Linked DNA regions of Urocitellus parryii: region 1 is linked to region 2. A link is a contact called in public Hi-C data. All regions are on one chromosome and are shown on one strand. Each heading gives the region's core, a stretch centred on a gene start, on an enhancer-like site or on the middle of the called end of the contact. The rest is flanking DNA. Distances are from core to core; before and after follow the strand shown.

Region 1 (5,390 bases), core at 2,258-4,757, 130 kb after region 2:
GTGGGTAGATCCTCTATTACATGCCCAAACAAGACTTCATATTTTCCACAGCATTTATCAACTAAATTATAGACATTATGGGGTTAATTATTTATGAAAAGGTGTGATTTTTTTTCCCCTCTCCAGATGAGGGCAGGAACAAGTCTGGCTTTCCTCTCTATTGTATCTCAGATCCTTAGGGACTTGCAAATACAAGACATTCCATAATTATTTGTTGTATGAATAAAATTTAATATTCTATGTGTAATAGTTTTCCCCAGCATGCCACTTAATGCATAAAGATATAAAATGTGAAATAATAGATAATCCAAAATTGGCATATAATGTAAAAAATAATATGTATTTCTTTTCAAAAAATACTATACATACACAGACACACTTATCTTCAACCTCACCTCCTTGCTGATCTCTACAAATACTAGTCTAAAACTACACAGTAGAAGATAGGAAAATTATTTATGAAGAGTTCTTAGATAGAAATGAGATAACCAAACGACTTATTTGAAATAAAGAAAAAAATATACTGGAAATTCCAAAGGCAAACTAATATAAGAATATATTACAAATTTCCATTTAAAAAGGACTTTAATAAGAGTGGAAGGAGTGAGTGTGGTCCATGATGTATACAAGGACCTTTGTCTTGTCACCATCCCAGAGCCTAATTTCTTGTTATAGTCTGTAATATTTTCAACCACAGAGGAACCCCTGAGTGTGAATGTTCTGTTAATAAGGAAATGCCTGTGGTTATTTTTCCCAGAAATGGTCATTTATGGCCTCATATTTTTAGCACTTTTGTCTGATTATTTCTATTATCTTCTAAAATTTGTGTTGAGACTTTGTATCAATTATATTGTGAAATGTAGCTTTATTACAGGATCATGTTAATTTCAGGACTAGGTATAATAAAATTGCTAAAGCCAAGAGTTAGTTGCTCAAGAGTGAACTAGTCTTAATAGTGATAATTATTAATACTTTGACTTAAATAGTATTTACATACTGCCTGTGGGAGAAATGGAATGCAAATCTGATGATTTATTTTCTTTTGGAAGAGTCATATGTAATATGTAAGAGTTATATGTAACACATGATGCGTTTATATACTTAAAAAGAAATCTTTTTGGTGTATTAGCTGCCACAAAATTTCCGCTCACTTGTGTTCTAAAAAGCCTTAAACTTTATTTTTTTTATTTTTTAATATTTATTTTTTAGTTCTTGGCGGACACAACATCTTTGTTTGTATGTAGTGCTGAGGATCGAACCCGGGTCGCACGCATGCCAGGCGAGCGCTAGCTACCCCTTGAGCCACATCCCCAGCCCCCCAAAAGCCTTAAACTTAAAAAAAAAAAAAACAAACACACAGAGTTTTTCAACATCATCTACATTGTGCTCAGCATTTAAAATTCTATCATTTCTAATTTTTATTAAAATTCTGCAAAATTGGTATTAAATCATTTTCCATTCCACCTACTAGAAAATCGAAGCTCAGAGACAGTACAATTTGACCACTAAACTGATGATCTGAGAAAATGAATTCAGATGTGGAAGAAACTCAGCCTCTGTGATACTCTGTGTACCTCCCAAATGATGATGGTGTCTAAACCCCAATGAACCAGGCCTCTGCAGGTGTGTTGTCTATAAAATATATATATATATTTTGGTATGTGGGATTGAACTCAGGGGCACTCACTGAGCCACATCCCCAGACCTATTTTGTATTTTATTTAGAGACAGGGTCTCACTGAGTTGCTTAGCACCTCGCCTGTTGCAGAGGCTGGCTTTGAACTCCAGATCCTCCTGCTTCAGCCTCCTGAGCCACTAGGATCACAGGTATGCACCACTGTGCCCAGCTTAAAGATACTTTTGTAGAAAAACTGAAGACAGCATTACAATACCAGCTTTATTCTCTGATAATAACTTACTAGATTACTTAAATAAATTCTATTTTGGAGGTGTTCCCTGGGATGACACTAATAGAATATTAATCCAATGGAGAGTGACTGAATGATGAAATATCATGGGGGCCTCTTATCAATGTCTCAGCTTAGGGGACTGGAGCTTGCACCATCAGTAGTCTCTTTCTTGCCTATTTGGAGATCACTTGGGGGTCTCCATTTGGGCTCCTTAAGACTAATCCTCTTGCTGCTTACAATTATTCCTTTTAATTAGTCCACAAAAGAAACCTGATTCATTCTCTCTCTCTCTCTCTCTCTGTTTTTTCAACTCTGACTCTGGCCAAATGCTTCCTTGATCTATTACAGAAATAATGAATGAGACTGCCTTCTTATCCTTAGTCCCACCCATTATTCTCTCACTTCTAATGATGACAAGCTGTAGTTCTGTCAACACTGCTTGCTATCCCATGCCACCACCTGCATGGATGCATTTAGGGTTCCTCACCGACCCAGCACTAGCTTTCTTAAGGTCTCGTCACCAACCCAGCATCTAACCTCTTACTACAATCTACAAGGTTTTAAGTGTAGAAGACTGGTGAATATGAATGTTATGCCAATAAGGAAACGGTTGTTTTTCAGAAATGCTCCTTTAGCTCTTCGTATTCTTATTCTTAGTATTTTTATCTGAAAAAAAATTATTCTAAAATTTGTTTTGGGTCTTTGTTACAACTAAATTGGTAAGTATATTTCTATTACAGGCTGTGTTAAATTCAGGACCGGGCATAATGATTATAAAACACACACGAGTAGGCAAATAGAACTAGGACACAGCAAAGCTTCCCTTTCCAATCCGACATCTCCAGGGCAGATTTTAAGCAAATACAAAGCCAAATGGAAAAAACAGACAACAAACAAAGGGAGTGCGAGACCTTAACGTGTCCCACAGACCCACTCAAGTCCTTTGACCCCCACTAAGCGCTCCCACTACTCTGGCAGGACTGCTCCGGGACCAGCACGCGGCCGCCCTGGTGTCCCCCTCTGTCCCCTCTAGGCTGGTCGCCATGGCGCGATGCCTCGTCCTCCTGGTCGCAGCCTTTCAGTCTCGCGTGGTGGGGACCTGCGGGATCGCCGTGTCCCACTCGGCCGTTTCCCCTTCAGGCTGTCAAGTGGAGAAAACGCTCAAAACTCCCGACCCGGTGCCCAGAACAAACTCTGAACTGACACCCGGGCAGAGCCAAGATGGCAAACCCGGACTGAACGCGTCAACGTCCCCCGCTTCTCCCGGCTCCCGAGCCCCGCCGGCGGTCCTCCCGAGGCCTCGGCGGTCTTCCCGGGAGCGCTCCGGGGCCGGCCGGGGGCCGCGGGCGGCGAGGACCCTGCTGCCGCGTCCCGGACTACAGATCCCAGAGTGCCTCTGGGACTCCGCGCCCTCCCTCCCTCCCTCCGTCCGTCCCCTCCTCCCTCGGCCCTTGTTGTTTTGGCTGGAAGCGCTCCGGCGGAGTTTCAGAGAAAGTCTGGGCAGAAACCAGAGCCGGGCACGAACGTGGGGAAGGGAGGGGGAAAGGGACGAAGAGAGACCCGGAGCCCGGGAGGTGGCGGGAGTGGGACCCCGGGCCGCGCCGTTCAGAACCAGCCGCGCGCCCCGGGGTGGGGGAGGCGCGGGGAGGAGCGCGAGGGGACGGGACAGTGGGATTCCTCCCAGGAGCAGAGCCGCCCAGCGCCTCGTTCCTCCGCCGCTCCCCGCCCTCCTCGGCGGCCGTGAGCGCTGACCCACCCTCCCGCCAGACCGGGGACCTCCGCAGCTCCCCGCGACGCCTCGCGCTTCGCCGCCCATTCGGTGGCTCCCTCGGTAGCCCGGGACCTGCCCGGCGTCCCCTGCCCCGAGAAGCTTCACGGCTTCTCTTTTCCTCTCGGCTGCCCAGGCGCCGCGGAGAAGCGACCCACCCTCCCCGGAGGAGAGGGAAGGCGAGGATCGCGCCCGGCGCACCGAAACCGAGAGCGGGCGAACCGGAGTGGGCACCGCACAGGGCGTTTTGTGTGTGTGTGTGTGTGTGTGTGTGTGTATGTGTAGCGTTGTGTCTGCTTTGCAAAGCGCTCTGGGGAGGTCCTGTCCCTAGGGGGCGGAGCGCAGGGGACCGAGGCTCCCGCTCCGTGTCGGGGCAGAGTCCCGCGGAGCACCAGCGCTGCCGAGGCTGCGGGCGGGACGGCGCGCCTGGCGGCGAAGCGGGCGCACTGAAGGAAGGTCGGCCAGTCCTCCGCCCAGCTCGGCCCCGCTCGCTTTCTGCTCACGTCGGCGGACCTGCGGAGGGGAGGCTCGAACGCGCCAAGCCAGCGCTCCGAGGAGCCCCGCAGCCCCGTCGAGGAGAGAGCGAGGTCCTGTTGGCTGCGCGCCCTGCAGGCGCCTGCTGTCTCGGGAGCGCGCCCACCGACCCCCAGCTGCCAGCTCGGAACCCGACCAGCGCGCACCATGAGCGGCGGCGAAGTGGTCTGCTCGGGGTGGCTCCGCAAGTCTCCCCCGGAGAAAAAGTTAAAGCGTTATGTAAGTAGAGCTCTGGCCACGCTCCGCGGCCTCGGCGCCCACTCCCCTCCTCGGCCCGCTCGCTGGCTGCTGGGGTTTCTTCGCATCCCGGTCTCTTTGCCCACGGCCCCATTCCAGGCAGGCTCTGCACCCGCTGCTGTTCACTCACGCCCTGGCGTCCACTTGGCCGGGCAACTTTCTTTATCCAGATTACAGACGGCCTGCTCCTCCAGCCCCATAGCCCCAGGGGAGGGCCCAGATCTTCAGCTCACATATCTGCATATTTTTGTTATTCCTTTTAGCAGGGGTGGGGTGTGATGGGGAGATGAGCCTTTTTCTTTATATCTGCATCTAATTATGATGGTACTGATGGGTACTACATTTCCCGCACTAGGTAAGCCGCAGAGATTTTAAAACTAACCGGTCTTCCCTTTGGTCCGCACTCCCTCACTCCAGCCCCTCCGGGTGGGTTGGAGGGAAGCGCACGATGGCCCTGAAAAATGGACAGTCGAGACAAGCATCTCAAATGCGCGCACAAGGGAAAGAAAGAAAAATTATTAGGCGTCCTAACGTTTGCATTTTCGCGGTTTTGAATTCAGGGACATTGGAGTTTGGCCCGTGAGCCCTGCCGGTTTGATGCAAGAGGAGGGCGCTGGGGGGAGCCTAGTGGCTGGTTTTTGGGAGGTTTGGACGCCTTGTTAAGCCCCGCAGGAGGGGACAGCTGAAGCCAGCAGGGATTTCTGTGTGTTGTGATTCTTTTCCAGGGCACCAGAATGGCTTAAATGGTATTTGTGTAATTGATACAAGATGTTGATTATGTGTTAAACCGTTTTAGTTGTTAGGAAAAATATTCCTTGAAAGAACCAACCTCACGTAAACGGGGATCTGAGCCCTCTTCAGGAGCCTGGGACCTTATTTGCCCCTGCCATCAGTTCTTTTGTGGTTGCTCCTTGAAAAGGAGAAGACTGACACTTTTGCCC
Region 2 (5,422 bases), core at 8-2,507:
CTGTAGTTTTACCTTAAACCTATTCAAAAAAGGAAAGTTCCAAAGCCATTCCTGTCCTCTATCATGACTGTCTTTTACATCAATCAATTGCCCCATTCTCTCCTTTTCCTACAAATCAACTCAGTTTCAAGTTCTTTTTACTTAGCTTCTATCTTCTCTAAACTGCTATTCATTTTAAGATAATCCTGTAACGGGTGTGTTAAATATACTGGCATAATCATGTTTGCAACTTATTTTTTTTAAAATATCCTTTAGTAAATTGAATTTGCAATTTTGTTCGTTTTGCTGTTGGACATTTTAAATGAACAGGCTGTTAATGTCTGATTTTACAACTATATTACCAAGCCTAAAAGGAGCTATACTTAGGCAATTTTTTTTCATTGTAAAAGACTCTGGTTAAAGTTTTTAAATTCTTGTTGTGAATCATTGAAATTTTAACTTCAAAGAGTTCAAGCAGCATAAATCCACCTGTTCTTCCTTATTGCAAACCATCTTCAGTGGCAGCACACACATACATTAAACTTTGTTGTTTTCAGATAATTTTCAAAGTACCCTTTTATAATGACACAAGCATACACATAACTCTTTCTCACCTGCCATTTTCCTTACTCTCCTTCCCATTTCGAAGGCAGCTTTTGAATTTTCGATATGATACAAAAGCTCACTAACTGAATGCTTACTAGGGGCATGATAAAAAACAAACTGCTGATATTTACTGTCGCTCAACCTTGGTGCCAGGTGTAGTCCTTACTTTAGTAAGTAACCACACGGTAGGAGAAAAGCCAGTCTGGGTCAGACACCCTAGGCGCATTTCTCCATGAACGAACCGGGGCATTAAAAGATCTCTCCTAGTCCTAATTTTTTTTCCGTACTTTCTCCCCAAATGCTCTTCTCGCGCTTCCAAAACCCTCACTCACGAGATTTTACCTAAACAGCACTTCCTTAGGTTTTCACGAGTAACCTGACCCTGACACAATCGACAGAGGTCAGCCCACAGGATTCCTAGAGGCGGGTCACAGGCACAATGCGAGTCCCAGACAGTTCCTCCCGGAAGTCTGCCTGTGACCAGACACACGCTCTCCAGTGACGTTCCGCGACTCGACAGGAGGCGGCGCGCGTGCGCGTCGGCAAAGGGGCGGGGCGGATGAGCGCTGGGAGGGCGTGCATGGGTGGAGGGCGGGGCGGAGGGGTGGGCCTTTCCGGGCGCTCTTTCGTGCTTCACTTCCTGTTTGCCGGCACTTCTGAATCCGGGTCAAGGGTGTCCACCTCCGCTTCGCTTCCCCGGCTGGTCCCGGCACCCTCCTTGACAGCCCAGAGTGACAGCGCCTCCTGACTCATCCTTGGGCCGGTTTCTTCTCTACACCAGTCGGAGCCTGGACGCCTACACCTTCTCCAGAACCGGAAGGCGGGCCTCCCCCGCCTACGGCTGGCAGCCCCAGTTCTGAGCCCCCACCATAGCCGGGGGCCTTGCTGGTCCCTCCGCGCTGATGCCGCAAGGGACCGCCAGCCCGCGGTGGCTGCGGAGTACGAACCTCCATCGCCCTAGGCCCGCCGTGGGTGGTGTCGGTTCTTATCGCGCCCCAGGTTCGCCAGCTCCCGCCCCGATTTGGATGGGCTCCCCTACACGATAAATGTGGCTGCTGAGGCGGCGGTGGCGGTGGCCGGTCCCGCTGCTGCTACGCTCCAAGTTCACCTCCGCCCCGGTGCTCTCCTGCCCTACCTCGGGGCTGCCGCCGCCCGCTCCTTATCCCCTGGCCCTGGCCCTGCGGCGTGGCCACAATGGACAAGATCCTGGAGGGCCTGGTGAGTTCTTCGCACCCGCTTCCCCTAAAGCGGGTGATTGTGCGGAAGGTGGTGGAATCCGCGGAGCATTGGCTAGATCAGGAGCAGTGCGAGGCCATGTTTGACCTGACTACCCGGCTCATCCTGGAGGGCCAGGACCCCTTCCAGCGACAAGTGGGTCACCAGGTACTGGAGGCCTACGCACGCTACCACCGGCCTGAGTTCGAGTCTTTCTTCAACAAGACTTTCGTGTTAGGCCTCCTTCAGCAGGGCTACCACTCGCTGGACAGGAAAGACGTAGCCATCCTGGACTACATTCACAACGGCCTGAAGCTGATCATGAGCTGCCCATCGGTGCTGGACCTCTTCAGCCTGCTGCAGGTAGAGGTGTTACGGATGGTATGTGAGAGGCCAGAGCCCCAACTTTGTGCCCGACTGAGCGACCTTCTGACCGACTTCGTGCAGTGCATCCCCAAAGGGAAATTGTCCATCACCTTCTGCCAACAGCTGGTTCGAACGATAGGCCACTTTCAGTGCGTGTCCACCCAGGAGAAAGAGCTCCGGGAGTATGTCTCCCAGGTATCAAAAGTGAGTAATTTGCTGCAGAACATCTGGAAAGCTGAGCCCTCCACACTGTTACCTTCCCTGCAAGAAGTTTTTGCAAGCATCTCTTCTACAGGTAAGGATTATTTTTAAGGAGACTATCTCTTGGAAATTCAGTCTCTCTCACATACATTTTATGCTTGCTTCCAGCCCAGAAAACATTGTTAAAGGAGAGCAAATCCTAGAACCCTCATCCAAAATTTCATTCCAATCCTCTACCTTATTCAGGATGTCACGTTATACCTTAAAAACACCTCCTGTTCCTATTTTAAAAGTTGGGAACATCTAAGTCTAAGACCTTTGGCATTAAACAAGTTACTTAATTACCCAGCTTTCAGGATGACAGCTGCTATGTAAAGCGTCTACTCATTAGTGACTAATGGTAGCATAGTAATAACATTTACCACATAATTATTGTATGTGATTTTGTCATCTTGTTGAGTTTTTTTCCCTGTTTTTGAATTCCCGCATTTATAAATTCATGGATTGTGCAGTTTTATTACTAGGTTATCACAGTTTACTATGTAGATTTTAAATATTGGCATTTTCTGTCTTAAGTAGTGTATGTGAGAAAGGGATACAGGTAGAATGAGGAAAGCAGGAGTGTGAGACTTAAATACATAATTTTGTGCTACGACTGAATCCTTAAAAATTGAAGAAGGTCACATAATAATACTTGGCTAGAAAATGCTTTCTTTCCTAGAAATTTTACCTGTATGTCTGGGTTCCTGAAAGCCTTGGAGCTTTCAAGTTTATAGTTGTGAAATAATACGTCCAAAACCAGCATCACTTCTCTACTTAATACAACCATTCTCCTTAATTATTCCTCTTGGGTATTCGAACTAGAACTTGTGTCCTCCTTTCATTTTGAGAAACAGAAATAAGGTTGGAGTTTTAGCCTGTCCTTACAATCTGATAAAGAATTTAATGTATGCCAACTATTTATTTACAGTATTTGTTTGGGTTGATTAATTTTTTCTTACTGTAATTTTACTTGTATTGTCTGTGTTACCATAGCTGTTAAAGGTGCTCATCTTGGAGTCACTTAATTTTTATGTAATTTAGCAAAGTCTACCCTTAATTCATCTAAATTTCAACTTAAAAGAAAGATTTGTTAAAAAAATCTTCCTTATAGCTTTGTAATGACTATTATAGTAGTTTTAAATAACCTTCAGTAGTCTTAAAGTGAGAATTGAAATTGATACCTAGTAATTCTTTTCTAATGCTTTGCAAATGAATATCTTAACACAACAATAATTAATATTAAAAATTGGAGGTCAAGTAATTAATGGATTAAAGATGGCAGTACTAAATAACAGTTTTTAAAATTCAATATTCTGTGTGTAGAATGAGTAAATACTGCTATTTGCTCTTAGTCTCTCATTTAATATTCATGTAATTTAATATTCCTCTTTCATCAGAATCTACTATGGTGTATAGTATAGCTGCTTCCTGATTAACACCTTTGCTGCAAATAAATATGTATTTTTTGTTCTTTTGGGAAAGTGTTGTTTTCTTTATAATACTTCACTTGAACCTTCTTGCTATATTTCTTTTTCTTTTGAATTAAAAAATAGATGCATCATTTGAACCTTCTGTAGCACTGGCAAGCCTCGTGCAGCATATTCCTCTTCAGATGATTACAGTTCTCATCAGGAGCCTTACCACGGATCCCAATGTAAAAGATGCAAGTATGACCCAAGCTCTTTGCAGGTACTCCTTCATTCTACTCATTGTAGATTTGAGAGGAGAAGATATCTTGTGAGTAATGAGAAACTTAGAGAAATAGTTAAAACTAATCAGGGACTCAAATATATAAATGTATTCCAAACTAATTGGAGTGGTTTATCTTATTATAGCCTTGGCAGGGATCCTAGTAATTCATAAATTTGTTTCAATTTAGCTTTTTTATTCCAAAATCCTACACTTGTGTTCATTTATTATACAGATAGAAGTTTATTGTATTATCAATATCCATGTATTTTTCTAATTTCATTGCTCATTTTTATTTCCTACAACCTATTTATTCCCTCCAGGCTTTTTTAACTTTCCCTTCCTATTTTATCTTAAGCATACTTTATCTTTCAGCTGGGCTCAGTGGGTAATATACTCTTTTCTTTTGTCTAATATTTAGTTTTCTGCTTTAGTTTTAGATAGATAACATATTTTTCTGATTTCAACATGCATCCTGATTTCAAAGATGTTAAAATGTGGAAATGCCCGGTTATGGGTATTCTACTTAAATGAGCAAAATTTTTTTCACTTAGTGCTGTATAACTAATTATACATCTTAAAATTGACTTTGTTTTAGATTTAGATTTTGTTTTAGAATATATCATAAATAAGTAAAATAATTTAGTATGTGCAATTGTTTTGGGGAAAAAAAGTGGGTAAGAAGAGGAATGTGGTGTGAAGAAGGGGTTTACAATTTTGAATAAGATGGATAAGGAAACCTTAGTTGAGGTGACCATGACAATAAAGACATGAAGGAAATGGAAGGAGCAAACCTGTGGATATTTCAGGGAAAGAATATCAGTGTAGGTGGTACTGGACTTAGGATGATTTGTTTTATGATTTTTCAACTTTATGAATGTGAATTCAGTAGAAACCATACTTTGAATTTTCAGTCTGCTCTTTTCCTTGGTTAGCAATACTTGGTACAATATTTTCTCAAAATATTGGGCAGCAGTAGTGATCCACAGGTCCCAGTCAGCTACATAATCAGAGGGTAAATAATCTTTATGGTGTACTGTGTTGCTAAGTTGGAGTGTTTGGCAGGTTGAGTGTCTTGATTGCATTCTTTATTTATATTTTGTTTACAGTGAATTTATCAGGATATAACCCCAACCTAAGTCAAGGAGCATCTGTACTGTCTTACAACTTCCTGATTTTTCTCTTCTAAAGTGCCCATCTATGCGCTTATTCCAGCTATTGAGTTTCTCTTTTCAGTTATTATATGTTTTCTCATTGAACTTTTCCTGTCTGTTTTTGTTCTTTATTTCTTCTTTGTGTGTGTATTAAACATATTTAAGTAGAA

Evidence for each region. A called contact is a pair of places that touch in the nucleus more often than the background predicts.
Region 1: a Hi-C map of liver shows a contact between it and region 2, with 4 times the contacts expected there. The contact joins the promoter of Gab1 here to the promoter of Usp38 in region 2. A contact is called at or near these places in 2 of 2 Hi-C or Micro-C datasets (liver and muscle).

The regions. Positions count from the first base shown.
Region 1 is chr10:18,922,248-18,927,637 of mUroPar1.hap1, forward strand. Gab1 (GRB2 associated binding protein 1) reads left to right here and starts at 3,508. Exons shown (of 11, transcript XM_077803414.1): 1 at 3,508-4,431. The coding sequence starts at 4,360.
Region 2 is chr10:18,794,617-18,800,038 of mUroPar1.hap1, forward strand. It overlaps Usp38 (ubiquitin specific peptidase 38), which reads left to right and starts at 1,258. Exons shown (of 10, transcript XM_026392706.2): 1 at 1,258-2,461; 2 at 3,963-4,098. The coding sequence starts at 1,780.